5 separate regions of the Mus musculus genome follow, and all the other regions are linked to region 3. Evidence: chromatin contacts called from public HiChIP or PLAC-seq and Micro-C data. All regions are on one chromosome and are shown on one strand. The core of a region is the stretch at or near the end of the contact, and the rest is flanking DNA. Distances in the headings are between cores, read along the strand shown.

What was found. Hi-C and Micro-C count contacts between places; a contact is called where the count stands out from the background. HiChIP or PLAC-seq counts read pairs in DNA pulled down with a chosen protein or histone mark.
Region 1: a contact with region 3 is called in a Micro-C map of embryonic stem cells, with 1.9 times the contacts expected there. The contact joins the promoter of Adap1 here to the promoter of Fam20c in region 3. A contact is called at or near these places in 1 of 39 promoter capture datasets (embryonic stem cells), 1 of 484 Hi-C or Micro-C datasets (embryonic stem cells) and 1 of 115 datasets of contacts at active chromatin or transcription factors (pancreatic cancer cells).
Region 2: an H3K4me3 HiChIP or PLAC-seq map of bone marrow-derived macrophages shows a contact between it and region 3, with 5 times the contacts expected there. The contact joins the promoter of Mblac1 here to the promoter of Fam20c in region 3. A contact is called at or near these places in 2 of 39 promoter capture datasets (embryonic stem cells and neural stem cells), 3 of 484 Hi-C or Micro-C datasets (bone marrow-derived macrophages and embryonic stem cells), 13 of 115 datasets of contacts at active chromatin or transcription factors (VIP interneurons, astrocytes, bone marrow-derived dendritic cells and 9 more) and 3 of 9 other capture datasets (adipose tissue, macrophages and pancreatic islet).
Region 4: a contact with region 3 is called in an H3K4me3 HiChIP or PLAC-seq map of bone marrow-derived macrophages, with 6 times the contacts expected there. The contact joins the promoter of Zfp113 here to the promoter of Fam20c in region 3. A contact is called at or near these places in 3 of 115 datasets of contacts at active chromatin or transcription factors (bone marrow-derived dendritic cells, bone marrow-derived macrophages and forebrain).
Region 5: an H3K4me3 HiChIP or PLAC-seq map of embryonic stem cells shows a contact between it and region 3, with 3 times the contacts expected there. The contact joins the promoter of Cyp2w1 here to the promoter of Fam20c in region 3. A contact is called at or near these places in 3 of 115 datasets of contacts at active chromatin or transcription factors (bone marrow-derived macrophages and embryonic stem cells).

What each region holds. Positions count from the first base shown.
Region 1 is chr5:139,324,082-139,326,781 of GRCm38.p6, reverse strand. Adap1 (ArfGAP with dual PH domains 1) reads left to right here and starts at 1,318. Exons shown (of 11, transcript NM_172723.4): 1 at 1,318-1,501. The coding sequence starts at 1,420.
Region 2 is chr5:138,192,917-138,195,616 of GRCm38.p6, reverse strand. Mblac1 (metallo-beta-lactamase domain containing 1) reads right to left here and starts at 1,303. Exons shown (of 1, transcript NM_177878.3): 1 at 1-1,303. The coding sequence starts at 1,219. The coding sequence ends at 437. Cnpy4 (canopy FGF signaling regulator 4) reads right to left here. Exons shown (of 6, transcript NM_178612.4): 6 at 1,723-2,700.
Region 3 is chr5:138,753,651-138,756,455 of GRCm38.p6, reverse strand. Fam20c (family with sequence similarity 20, member C) reads right to left here and starts at 1,375. Exons shown (of 10, transcript NM_030565.6): 1 at 231-1,375. The coding sequence starts at 820.
Region 4 is chr5:138,154,332-138,157,238 of GRCm38.p6, reverse strand. Zfp113 (zinc finger protein 113) reads left to right here and starts at 1,495. Exons shown (of 5, transcript NM_019747.4): 1 at 1,495-1,609.
Region 5 is chr5:139,351,100-139,353,952 of GRCm38.p6, reverse strand. Cyp2w1 (cytochrome P450, family 2, subfamily w, polypeptide 1) reads right to left here and starts at 1,337. Exons shown (of 9, transcript NM_001160265.2): 1 at 1,124-1,337; 2 at 1-113. The coding sequence starts at 1,306.

The sequences.
Region 1 (2,700 bases), core at 69-2,568, 570 kb before region 3:
GTTCTCCTCATACTAGATGTGTAGCTGAGGATGGCCTTGAACAGCGGATCCTCCTGCCTCGACCTCCTGGGCACTGAGAGTAGAGGCATCCGTCAGTACTCCTAGGTTCTGTGGTGCCGAGGACACAATACGCAGCTCGGTGAATGCTGGGTAAGCTCTCTATCCATTGAACCACTTCCCCAGCCCCCAGCAGTCTGCATTTTGCTTCATTCTCCAAGCTCCTGCTGTGTGCCAGGTCTGGAGCCAGGCTCCAGTAGGCTTCAGGAGAAAAACATTAGATCCGTTAAACAACAAGCCTACAGCGCCACCGGCCTCAAGACCTCCAAAATGTGCATTGGGGCAGGTTGCATGTTCTGTCTCCTGATCCCAAAACAAGTTCTGCAATGGCATGACAGCCAGGTCAGGAGGGACAGATGCCCCTGGCAAGACAACAGCCTCAGCAGAGGGCCACCAGGTGGAGTCGGCCAGGATTGCAAACGTTCATGACATCAAAGTAGACACTCAGAAAGACAATGTGCAGTAAAGCAGCATGACATACGTGGTGGGACAAAACGGACCCTTCCTCCCCAGGAAGCAAGAGAGAGCATAACGAAGAGGCTAGGGTCCCAACAACCTAACTTCCTCCCAGTAGCCCTGACCACACTATAGCATCACCGTGGGGACTGTGCCCTTAACCCAGGGGCCTTTGCGGGGCAGGGAACACTGTGGGGCCAAATCATAGAGCAACCAACACCCTGGCTGTGACATATTAGCAGGAGTAGACTCTCAGGAGGCTTTGGAGATGGCTTTCATTTCTCAGTTGGGTGTGGCCATTGGCTTCTAAATGGCTACTATTGCGTTTATAATGGAGAAAATGGAATTTGAAAAGAAATGCTAGGGCCAGTTAAAGAAGCAGACACCCGGCTCTGGGAGGGAGCGGGCCAGAGATCAGGAAGGGTGTGGCCAGTTCTTGTCCTATCTCTTGGAGATGAGACTATAGACTTGGACACGTGTGAGGGTGGAGCCCTTCGATCCTTTTAGTACTGGAATTTGTCATTCATAGGTAGGGCTAGCCTGAGCTGCCCGCGACCTCAGCTTCAACCCAACAGGCACGCTTGCGTGTTGGGTGGCCCATCCTTCCGCAGCGCGGGTTCCCTGCGACCCCGCCCCAGGTGGACCCGTTGAGGCCGGGCTCTCCAAGAGGCCGCTCCCTGTCCGCGCCGCTGGGGGCCGCCCGCGGGCCGCGCCGTCCCGGGCGCGCCGTGCGTTACTCCCCGGTCCCCGCGCGCGCAGCTCCGCTCAGGGCGGCCCCGCGCGGCGACACGATCGGGGCCGGCGCGCGGGCTGAGCGGTGGCGATGGCGCAAGGCGGGCGGCGGGCGCGCGGCGCGGGGCCCTAGCGGGGCGGGCGTGCTCGGGACGGCGCGGTGGCCGCGCAGCCATGGCCGGGGAGCGGCGCCGGGCGCTGCTGGAGCTACTGACGCGGCCGGGGAACACGCGCTGCGCTGACTGCGGAGCCCCGGGTAGGTGCGGGACGGGCGGAGGCGCGGGGTGCGGCCGGGTGGACAGGACTGCGTGGGGGGCGCGGGGGATGGGGACGCGCCACGCGCTGGGTCCTGGCTGGGTTGGGGCGCGGCCCGGGTGCACCTGCCGGCGTCAGGGACTGGCAGTGGTGAGGCGCAGCATCCGGAGGGCACCTCGCGGGCTCCGTGCGACCTGTGCCGCCGACTCCCCTCCCCCGCCGGGCTGCGTGTCACGCTGTCACCCGCAGCCGCCTCCCCTCCCCAGCCTTGCGAAACCTTGGCGTCTCGGGGTATTAAAAAAAAAGAGGAAATCAGCAGGGGCGGTTGGCTTGCAAGGAAAGCGGCCAGTGAGCCCAGGGTGTCTGCCAGGGAGTATGGGGTCCACCTGGTTCCCAGCTACCTGGAGATGACGTCATGGCATCCCTGCCTGGGGCCACCGTCTTGTACAGACTCAAGGCTGGGGGAGGATGCAGAGCCTTGGGTGGCCCTGTGAGGACATTCTGGCCATGTGCCTTTGGCTCTCTCTACCTAGCTTCTCTGGGATCAGGACAGTCGGGGACAGGTGGGAGTCATAGACGCATATGTCAGACATCTTCCAGACTTTGTCCCTTGGTTGCTCCAGGTTTGGAAGGATTTGTAGGGGCCAGAACACAGGGGCTCAGGATTGGCTATGGAAAAAGGGCCGGGTTCTCTGACCAGCTGGCAGGCTCTGAGAGCTGGCCCTCCCAGGCCGATCCTATCTGGGTATGCAGGTGGGGACAGGGCATTTCAGGGATATCAGGGGGCCCTAGCATGAACCCCTCAGAACATACCAGGAATCAATTCCTTGGGGACTTAACTCTATCTCCCTGAGATGCAGGCGGAAAGCCTGCAGTCTGTAAATAGGACCTCCTTCCCATCTCTCCCCCACATCCCCGCCTCTGGGCTGAAGAGTGCCAGCCTGAGGCTGAGAATCTGCTAGCCAATAGTAAGTGCATGCCACCCCAGGGGCCCTGGTGTCCCTGGGAGGAGACATTGACCAAGCTTCAGTGGGAAGTAGGCAAGATGAAGTAGCCCTTTCCTGGTCTCTTGGGGCACCGCAGGGCCCTGACGGTGGTGCAGCGGGGTGGTGCCTCCCTGGTGCTATGTGGTACTGCTGCCAGCTGGCCTGGCTCAGTGGACTCTCCCCACCTCCCTCTCTCAGACCTGCCTTTCAACTT
Region 2 (2,700 bases), core at 54-2,553, 560 kb after region 3:
TGCGGTCGATTTTTATTTTTGAAGGTCCTAACAAGAATATAAATCAGGATGGCTCAGCAGGTAAAGGGTCCCTGGCGTCAAGTCCGACAACCTGAACTCGATCCTGGGGACCCACAGGATGGAGAGAACCGACTCTTCCAAAGTAGCCTTCAGAATTCCACAGGCACACACGCACATCCCAAATACATATTTTAACTATTTTTTTTCCTATATTTTACGGAGGCTCATGGAGGATGTGGATCTAAGCCAGTCCTTTGTCCTGCTTAGGTTGCAATGATTAAAGGGGACTGATGTCAATCATTCTGTCCTGTTTGGAAGCTGCCTCCTAGAAAGCTGCACGTGACAAATATTGCTTGTCTTGACTGTGTCCTCTAGGTCTCCCGGACCAACTGACGCCGGTTCCTCGCTGGAAGGGGCTTTCCTGACTGGAGTCCAGTCAAGCAACCGCCTTGCCTTCACATATCAAATCCTCTGAACTTTTCACTGTTTCCCTGACCACTCGAAAGGGGGCTCCGTGACCAGGCACCACCACATCAGCTACGCTCAGAATCCTCTCCCGGCTCCGCTGCTGAGCTACTGGGTCTTCGCTCAGGGCCTGCCAGGAGTCCTCGTCACCAAGTCGCTCGAACACATCGCCAGCCACCACCACGGTGCCCAGGCTGGTGCCCTCCACTACGACGCTCACGTCCCGCTGTCCTCCGTGGCCCGGCGTGGCCCACACCTGCAGTCCCGAGCCCAGTATCAAGGGCTGCGTTTCACACAGCCCATGGGGCAGATAGAGACCCTCGGGAAGGCAGAAGTCATGGGAGACTAACAAAGCTGCCTCGGGAAACAGCCCCAGGTTCCCAATATGATCCGAGTGTCCGTGGGTGCCCACCACCAGAGTCACATCTTCGGGGGCCACGCCCTGTGTAGCCAGGGCTTCCAGCAGCGCACCCCGCGCCCAGGGTCCCCCGGTGTCCACGAGGATGGGGCCACGCACCGCCTCCTCCAGGGCAGTCTTAGAGCCGCCGTCTGCGGATGGGGCCAAACCGCGGCTGGAGTCCGAGGCCCAGCCCCGAGGCAGGACGAGAGTCACAGTGCCATCAGCACGCACCGCGTCGCCCGCTCCCTGCGGCTCCGCGTAGCCGCGCAGCAGAACCACCACGGAGTAGGAGCCGCTGGACGCCAGCAAAGGGATCTCACCATGCAGGGGCTCGGTGCGCACTGGACCGTTCATGACAAGGGAGATTTACCCCGCCACGGACGTCTGCCCAGTCCCTCCAAAATCCTACCGCAAGCCCCGCCACTCTTTCCAAGGTGCAACTCGTTTGCTACCCACCAGATCTTAAAGTGGTATCGCCCTCCACTACCACCCCTGCTGAAGATGGTATCGCCCAACTGGCCTTTCCATGCGACCTCAAGACTTCCTAGATTCTTTTGGTCAGTCCCCCCTTAGGCTTATAGTCGGTAGGTTCTCACGCATCCACATCTGAAAGATATCTTTTACTTCTTTATTCTAGCTGTTGTCTACTTTGAAACTAAACTATCGCTGTCCTTAAGGGTTTTTGTTTTCTTTTGTTTTTTAACGCTGGGAAAACTCAAAAGGTGAGAAAACGCGAGATTTTTTGCCTTTTATGGGCTTCCGTACAAACTACCGCGCCTGAACCACGGCGTAATCCTAATCCTGTATAGTTCATATTATGTATTACACTTAACTTCTGAGTTCTTGTTTTGTTTTTTATTTTCCTGATACAGGGGCTCAAGGAGACCAAGATGGTCTTGAGCTCGCTACATAGCTGAGGAAGACTGAGCTCTTGATCCTCTTTTCCAAGTCCTAGTGGTACAGTTGTTTTCCCAACCCCAACCAGTATCCTTGGGGTGGATAATTATAAGAACACCATTAGCAACTAATAGATAGCAGGCCAATGGCCCCACTGTCTGGGTGCTCCCTCATCGATAATGTGTGCATGTTTGAAATGGGACTCAGCTGATATATATATAAAAGGTTTAATAGCAATATAGAAAATATGGCACCTGTGAAATAGGAAATATAGCCCACATGTCTACCCCATCTAACCCGAGTATTGCTTCACTCTCTTCCAGCATCCTGTTCTTATTCACAGATTGATGGTATACGGCCTCATGTTTGCAGTGTATATTGGTTCTTGAGGGTCTCTTTTTGGCTTCTTACTTTAAGACAGGGTTCAGCTCTGGTTGGTCCCGAACTGCCAAGTAGCTGGATGGTATTCTGATATTCCTGCCAACGCTTCTTTGAGTGCTGAGATTACAGCGGTATGCCACCACATCAGGGTTCAACTCCCATCACTGTCCATACTAGGCAGGCACTCTACCAATTGCGCTGCTCGCTCTTCTCTGGCCTCTTGAAAGGGTTTAAAATAGACCCTTTAAAAAGCAAAGTGACTTTCCCACAGCTCACACCACTATTGACCAATCGGTGCAGGTGAAGACCAGTAAAACGTAGAGAAAAGTTTCAAAACTGTCACCACATACTTGTTCAATTAAGTGGCTGCATGTGGTTCAACCCTGAAGGCAAAACTTGCTTCTGCTTCTTCCCCCCTACCCTTCTCCTTTCCTGTTGCCATTCTGGGTCCCCAGGATCATAGCCGAGATCATACCAAGAAGACATTAGAAGCCTAGGGGCGGGGAAGGACGGGAGAGCACAAGAGTTTAGAAAACTCTCCACGACCCATCCTTGGG
Region 3 (2,805 bases), core at 126-2,625:
CACACCAGGGCACTGGGAGCTTCCCAAACCGTTCTCCCTAGAATCATTGTGAAGACAAAGGCAAGAGGCACATCTGCCCCGCCCACCAGGGATCCCTACCAGCCTCTTCTAAGGGTCCCCCAAAGGTACACAAAATGCCTGGCGTGTGAAATAGCTTTCTAGTGGGGTGTCTTTATTCCCGAAGGGTCGGACGCGCTAGCCCCACCCCAAACCTCCTCTTCTCTGCTCACCAGTCAGGATTCTCTGCTGCCTTGGGGTTAAACCTGATGTCGCTGTTCACATTAAACAGGACGTCGTCCTCTGTCAGAGGAGGCACAGCCCCCTGGTAGAGAGGGTGCTCAAACAACTTGGCTAAGAGCGATCCGTCCCCGCTGGGGCCAGGGGGCGGTACCCGCGGTCGGGGCCCCGGGTCTCGAAGCAGCGGCCGATGCGCTGGGTCACGGGGTGGCGGGGAACGGGGCTCCTGACCCCGCGGAGCGTGATCCACCGGCTCTGCTGCAGAAGGCAGCTTCTCCAAGGAGTGGGAGGTTAGGTTAGAGGCTGGATCTGAGCTGAAGTCTTGCAGGATGCGCAGTGTGTGTTTGTTGGGCCAGCCTGCGTCGCCACCGGCGGACTCCCCCGGTCTGCTCCTTGCCTGGGCCCAGCCTGGACCAGCTGCCTCTGCTGCCGGCTGAGCGCAGGAGCAACCGGGCTCCCCGGAGGATCGCGTGGCGCGTCGGTCCAGCTTGGGTAGCAGGTCAACAGCAATGTGCAAAGCGCAAGCCAGTAGGAATACTACCAGGATGAGCACGCGAAACCTGCGCACCAGTATCATCTTCATGGCCGCGCAGGCCAGCGGGCTGGGGGGTTCGGGACGCGCGCTCCACCGGTGCCCCTCAGCTTGGCACCAAGCCCGCAACGACCCGCGGGTCAAGGTCCATTCAGTGTACTAGCAGCTAGCAGCTCGGGGGCTGTCCCCAGACTTGGACGTCGTGAAGGACAACCGCCACCAAAGCACCAGCTCTCCAGGCCATTTCGGGGGGCGGCCAGCGGCCCTCGTCGGTGGAGCGGGTGGCAGTGGTGACAGGGAACGCAGGGGCGTACGAGGGTCTCCGGGACGGCGACCACACTCAGCGGGCGTGTAAGCAGAAGGCGCGGCTGTTCATCCCGTCCAAGGCGCGACAGATCCGATCCAGAGCGCGGTGCTCCCGCTGGGCCATGCCGGGTCCTGGGCAGGCGACAAAGCGGCTCCTCTGTTCTGTCAGGCTGAGGCTGGGAGACCGGGCTGGAGAGACAGAGGCGAGAAGGGGAGCGCGAGGGGGCGCGCAGGGAGAGGCGACGATCTGGCAGGTGCAGCAGGCCGACCCGGAGCGCAGCGCCCGCACCGCCTAGCTCCAGGCGCCCCGCGCCCGGCCCGCTGATATCCGAGCGCGCCGGAGCCGCCCCCCGCGTCAGCGCCCGCAGATTGGCGGAGCCGTGGCCCCGCGAGGCCCGGCCGGCCCGGCGCTAGCCCGCGCTCCCCTCTCTCCTCCCCCTTGGCCGCGCCCCGCGGTGTCGCCGCGCCTCCTCCGCGCTGAGCCGGGAGCCAGAGAGGCCCGGCTGGGAACCCGCAGGCAGCGGTGGCTTCGGCCCTGTGCGCGCGGCTCTCGGCCTGGTAGCCTGCGTCCCTGAAGCTCCACGCGCCGCCAGTTGCAGCCGCACAGCTCCTCCCCGGCGAGTGGAGGCCAGAAAACAGGCCAAGTCCCTCCCCGAAGCCCGCGGGGCGTCTGCGCGGCCGGACAAGCTCCTCTCCGGGCGGTGTCCTGGCACCTCGGGTACCCGCAGCCCACTAGGTGGAGGACGAAGAGACGACGTTGCCACGCGGCGGAGAGAACGGCGGAGGAGCGCGTTGGGCCCCCGATCCGATGGGACTCCAGAAGCTCGGCAAGGCTGCCGGGCCCACCCCACCCCAGGGGACACGCCTGCGCCTTAACCCTGGCGGCGCCGCGCGGAGCCTGGCTGAGTGGCGCGGATGCGCGGGCGGTGGGCGGGGCGCGTCTCGCTGCCTGCCCTCTGGGATGCTAAATCGGGGTGCACAGTAAAAAGAGATCTGCTTTCACCACGTGGCTTCATTTGTGGCCACAGGGCTTCTGGATCCCCAACCCCTAGTAGGAAGTAGGAATCTCTGGGAATTTCTGCTAAAATTCTGGGAAGGTAAGCGTGAGAGGGTCAGCCACAGATCCACAAGCTGAGCAGACCTCAGGGCTTCAAGCACCTGCAGATTTCCACAGCAGCCCAAGCCAACTGCTGTGTAAGGGACTGAGGGGCGGAGTCTGTGCTCTACGGAGCCCCTCTTTGTCATGCTCTCTTGGCTGTGCTCCCCGGCCCTGGAATGCTCTCAGCTCGAGTTCTCTATGAATCAAGTGCACAACTCATGTTCTTTCTGAAGATTCAGCGACAAGTCTGTGTTAGTTGACGTTCAGTAGACACCCACTAGCTGCTTGTTAGGGACGAAGAGAGTCGCAGCCAGCTAGCTGGTCAGCAAAGGTGCCTCCTAGGCCTTTAGAAAGGAAGAGAGGGTGGAGTTCCACACTCCTGTAACAGGAGCTGATGCCTGTGTTGGGCAGCATAGTGGAAACCCAAGAGTGCAGTGGGTGGGGTCTTAATAGAGGTGCACTCCCCAAGAAGGTATGGCTTACATCATGAAAACTGAGGCATTCTGCATTCATCCGGCCCTCCCACTCACACAGACAATGAGTTTGTGTGTGGAGATGGTGGGCCTGAGGTGGGAGTAGGACGGAAGCACCCACAACCTGGGACCTCTGGAGAGAGACGAATGTCATCAGG
Region 4 (2,907 bases), core at 246-2,745, 600 kb after region 3:
TTCGAAGATCCTGAGTTCAAATCCCAGCAACCACATGGTGGCTCACAACCATCTGTAATGAGATCTGACGCCCTCTTCTGGGGCATCTGAAGACAGCTACAGTGTACTTAGATATAATAATAATAATAAGTAAATCTTTAAAAAAAAAAAAAGTACTGGCTGCTCTTCCAGAGGACCCAGATTCCATGCACTCATATGGCCACTCATTACCGTAACTCCAGTTCCAGAAGATGTGATGGCTTCATCTGACCTATATCTGAATCAGGTGTGTGTGTATGTGTGTGTGTATGCAGGAGAAAAACACTCATTAAAATACTAAATCTTCAAATAAATATTAAATCTATTAAAATAATTTTTTGTCTTGCTTTTTTTGAGACAGGGTTTCTCTATGTAGCCCTGGCTGTCTGGAACTCACTCTGTGACCAGCCTGGCCTCGAACTCAGAAATCTACCTGCCTCTGTCTCCCAAGTGCTGGGATTAAAGGCGTGCACCACCACTGCCTGGTTAAAATAAATCTTTTAAAAACTGAGTGCTGAGTGCTTTAAAAAAAAACCCATGGTGCTATTTTGGATATAATATCATTAGCACCAACATAAATTCCAAATTTTAAAAATATAACTATTATACTTATCAAGCAGTGGAGAAATCATGTTAAAAAGGTAATCCTTTTTTCTACTATAAGAAGTTTTGAAATAAAATATTTTCTTAATTAGTGAGAATGTTCAAAATAATTAAAGAAAAATTGATGAGTAAAAAAAAAAAAACAAAAAAACAAAAAAAAAAAAAAAACAAAAACGGGGGCTGGAGACATGGCTCAGTGGTTAAGAGCACTGACTGCTCTTCCGGAGGTCCTGTGTTCAAATCCCAGCAACCACATGGTGGCTCAAAACCATCTGTAACAAGACCTGACTCCCTCTTCTGGTATCTGAAGACAGCTACAGTGTACTTACATATAATAAATAAAATAAATCTTAAAAAAAAAAAAACCAGAAAAACAAAACAAAAACCAAAACCCATGGTGCACTTTTATTTATTTATTTTTTTGTTTGTTTGTTTTGTTTTGTATCATAGGCCAGGCTGGCCTCACAGAGATCTGCCTGACTGTGCTTCCCCAGCGCTGGGATTAAAGGCGTGCGCCATCACGACCAGCCAATGGTGCACATTTATATTAAAGGATTCTTCAAGTTTCATATATTTGCTATGGAGGTGATGGTGTACTCTCTCTCTTGCTATGGAGGTGATGGTGTACTCTCTCTCTCAGAGCCACTAGAACTTGTGCCCTGAATTTCCTGGACCTCCAACTTCTTCAGCTTACGCATCGTCCCTTCCCAACCTGGCCAGCAAGTGGCGCAGTCTGGTGCCCTTGTTTCCCAGCACCATCGAGAACAGCACCATCAGCGTACCATCGAGAGATGAAGACCTCCCATTTTCCTAGAGAGAGCAAGTGGGCATTTGTTGTCCTGGGTGGTGAGAAAGGACGACCCGGAAACGATATGGGGAGGGGCAGTTTCCGTTCTTTGTTCTGTTCTCCGTTGTGTGGGTCTGTAACAGGGTCCAACAGGACCTGTTTCGTGTCCGGCCCCCTAAGTCTTACGTCCCTGTCCCCAGGGTGAGTGGGGCCATCTCCCGGACTCGCGGTGAGGTGGAAGTTGTGGTCTCCGGGGAAGGGGGTTGGTGTTCACACGTCCGCGGCCCGCCGGGGTTCTGGGCCCACCTTCCTCCTGCAGTCGCTGTCCAGCTCCGCAACCCTAGCTGCAGGCGCGCAGCGTGATCCCGGGTGTCGCGTAATGGGACTCCGGGTCTGCTTTTGTGTCTCTTACCGTCCCCAGCCCCAGTGTTTAAAATTCCTAGCGTCGCTACGGAGGTCTCCCTCTCTTTAAAACAACTGATGACAGATTGCCACCCTAACTTGGTACTCTCAGCACACCGATTTCTGTGTGAGGGCAGGAGAAGGAAGTTTTTCCTTAATTGGATCGGAAAACCAGACAGTAGTTCTGGGTCGCAGTGAGAACTAGGGCTTGGGAGGAGGTGCGAACTCGGGTCCTCCGTAACCTCACCAAGATCTCATGTCCTATGGCTATGAATAGGGTTTTTTTGTTTTGTTTTTTGTTTTTTTTTTTAAGCTTACTGACTGATACCTTTTCGTGGACATGCTGGGGCCGGCTCCCTGCAGAAGTGGCCGAGTATGTCCAGTGCATTAGCTGGCTAAAACATTGAGAACCTAGTTGAACACAGAGAACCTTAGTCCATTTCAGCTCTCTTAGGGTGTACTGAAAAGACAGTATGTGATGGTCTTTGCTGGTAGTTCCTAGCACATTCCTTTACCCTCCGTACTTCTTAAGTACCTATATTAGACATAAACTGAACCCGATTTCCCCATTTTGACCCCTTAATCATACAGAACTGGTAGAACCTAAAACAGAAATTCTCAACCTTCCTCATGCTATGACCTTTTAATGCAGTTTCTCATGTGATGACCCCCAACCGTAAAGTTATTATTGTCACTACTTCATAACCGTATTTTTTTTGCTACTGATAAGAACAGTAATGTAAATATCTGTGTTTTCCAATAGTCTTAGGTAACCCCTGTGAAAGAGTCATTCAACTTTCAAAGGGGTCACGACCTACAAGTTTGAGAAACAATGACCTAATGTGAATTTCCAGGAATTAGCCAAATTGGCTTGCTCACATCTAATCCCAGCACAGAGGCAAATGAAGCAAGGCCAACTTGTCCTATACAGTGAATTCCAAGCTAGTCTGGGCTATAGCCTGATTCTTACCCAATAAAGAAAGACCAAACCAAACAAACAAAAACCTCAGAACTGCACAAAAGGTGCTAAGTTTCCAGTCATCGCTACCTTAATCCTATAGTGAGTTACTCCAAAGAAAGAGGAAAGGATCCAGGAG
Region 5 (2,853 bases), core at 88-2,587, 600 kb before region 3:
AGCTCATGCCCGGTTCCAACCAAGGCCTCCCTCACCACCTCATAGCCCGACAGCACCACGGTCTTCTGAGATCCCAGATGGATTGTGAACATGGGCCCGTAGCGTTCTGAGAGCTGGTGGGGACAGACAGGTGTCAGACAGGCAGCCTCCACCCACCCTCTAAGAGTTACATACAGCCGTACTGTATGTAGGCTGGAAGCTTAAGAGCTGGAGAGAACCCCAAGAGCCCCTCCAGTCTCCCCAGGAGGGGGCGCTGTTCAAATGTTCAAACTTCCATCACCCCACTTCAAAGAGAAACCGTTGAAAAAAAATGAGAAAGCTAGAGTGGAATTTGTGGGTCTCACCCAGAGCCATGGCTGGATCTGCCTGATCTCTGCTCCTCAGACTGGGCCCCGAGGTAGGGCCTGAGCCTCTGAACCTAGTGCCGGCAGCCACGTCGGAGTCTAGCCTGACCCACCCTAGGAAAGGTGTGGCAGAGCCACTTCAAGCTAGCTCTGCAGTTGTGTGGACTTCTCTGCAAACAAGAGTCCCCAGACAAAATTCAAGGACCTCCACCCTACTGAGCCAGTTAACCCTGGCCAGTGGCGGTGCAGCCAGCTTACCTTCATGTCTGAGTTCTAGGGAGAAGCCGTACCTAGCTAATACCCTACCCAGACAAGGGCACTGCTGCCCTGCCACATTTCCAACACTTCTAGACACACCTGCCAGTCTCTTCCTCATTGTTCCAGAGCCCACCCTGCTCACCAATCCTGAGCCCTGACCCTTGGCTGCTGTCCTGTCCCATCTATCTATCTATCTATCTATCTATCTATCTATCTATCTACCTACCTACCTACCTACCTACCTACGTATCTATCTATCTATCTATCTATCTATCTATCTATCTATCTATCTATCTATCTATCTATCTTTTATTTGCAATTCTGGGATAGAACCAGGCTCTTGTGAATGCTAAGCAAACACACTACAATGAGCTATCTCCCTAGCCTAGGCCACTCTTGCTTCCAACATCTGCTCTCTGGGACAAGCCTCTGGCATCCTGAATCCCCCCTGGCTTCCCTTGTCAGTGCTGGGACACAGACACCATGTGAGCTGTGAGATGAAATAGGGTCGCCCACCCTACCTCCATCAGTGCCCGGTCTTGTTGGGTCACACCCAGCAAATGCAGGTTCCCCAGGAACGGCAGAGGGCGAGGCCCAGGGGGCCACCGAGGAGCCAGGGAGGGGCTCCGGGTGCAGCCCTGGAGCAGTCCCCACAGCCCCAGAAGTAGCAAGATCCCCCAGACACCCAGGAGCAGCAGAGCCATGTGAACAGCTGGATGGCAAATCCTCAGCTCTCCAGGGGCCCAGTGAGCCCTCTGCCTTATAGCCATCCTCCCCAGGGCGTGCCGGCACCCCACCCACCCCACCACCCCGAGAATGTGGAATGAGCAGTTTGCAGGAGACAGCCCAACAGGAGGCTTAAAGCTACAGGTTATGTGGAATGTGGGGTCTCCTCTGTGGCAGGGGGCCTGGGTTGGGGGCTGAAAGGACCTCTGTCGGCAGTACAGAGCCAAGACGTTTTGGTCACAGGTTATCCAAGCCTGGGCCAGGCGAGGTCAGGCTTCCAAGATACCTACATCCATCCCTCCATGTCTCCTCAGGTTCCAGTGTCACAGTCAGAGCCATGTCTATTCTGTCCCCCACTTTGGGAACCAATAGTTCTCCGTGGCCTCCCGTCAAAGTAGAACTTACGGGACTCTGAGACTAGACCCTCATCCTGAAAGAAAGGATGAGGGTCCCCTGTGTCCTCAGGACCCTAGTGCCCAGCAGGTACACTGAATGCCCTGTGCAGCCATCAAGGACCTCTCTCACCACAAGGACCTCAAAGCTCATAGCCTTCAGAAGCAGTGAGTGTCTGCTGAAGCTGAGGGAGCTCTCACCCCAGCAGCCTGGAGTAAGGGGCACAACCACCCAGACACTGAGGGGCCATCCCATTTAGGAGACCGTGAACAGACCCAGCAGGTGGCTGGGTTTACAGCCCTAGCTGTCTGGGCTCTAATCCTGTCTCTTAAACCCTGGAGGCCTCACTGGGGAGGAGGTGCCTCTGTGAGAAAGGGCTCTGCGGGCGGGTGGCTCTTGGCACCAGAAGTAGCTGGGTTGCTTCCCCGCAGCCTGCCTCAACATGAGGCACCTGGAGTCCTACCCCCCAAGCAGGGCCCCTCACCACGGGGCCTATTCCCTGGGGTGTTATCCACGCCCTGCACAAATGCTGAGCTGAGGAAGGCGCAGAAGCCATCCGCAGTCCTTACAGCCAGGTCTTGTCTGTGGAGAGAAGCCCAGCCTAGACTGCATTCACCCTAGCACCTCTCTTCCCTGCAACAGCGTGAGCCTGGGCTGCGACAGCTCCCTGTCGCTACTGTGGATGTCTGGGTCATGTTTCAACCAACTGCCACCAAGGCCACTTACAGAATATCCAAGCTAGGGCCCCTACCCAGACAGGAAAATCTACATAATCGCTGCAAGAAATCCTTATTGAGCAGTTGCTATGTGCCAGACTTGGCCAGGAGCGAGGGCTATGGAAATCAGAGGCAGAGGGACCAACAGGACTCTGATGTCACAATCCCAGGGGAGGATTGGTGTGGCTCCGTTTGCTTGTATTGGAAAGGAGGAAGTCAAGGCAGATGGTGTGCTGTGGTGTCTGCACGGTAGCTGGTGAGCTGAGATTTGCCTGGCCATCAGGGACAATGAATGGGATGTGGAGGTAGGTGTAGAAAAGCCAGGCAGGGTGGGACAGGAGACTGTCAGGATGATCAGGGCTGGAGTCTGCAGCCCCTCCGGGAGCAGGCACGAACTCCCATGCCAGCATGAGAGT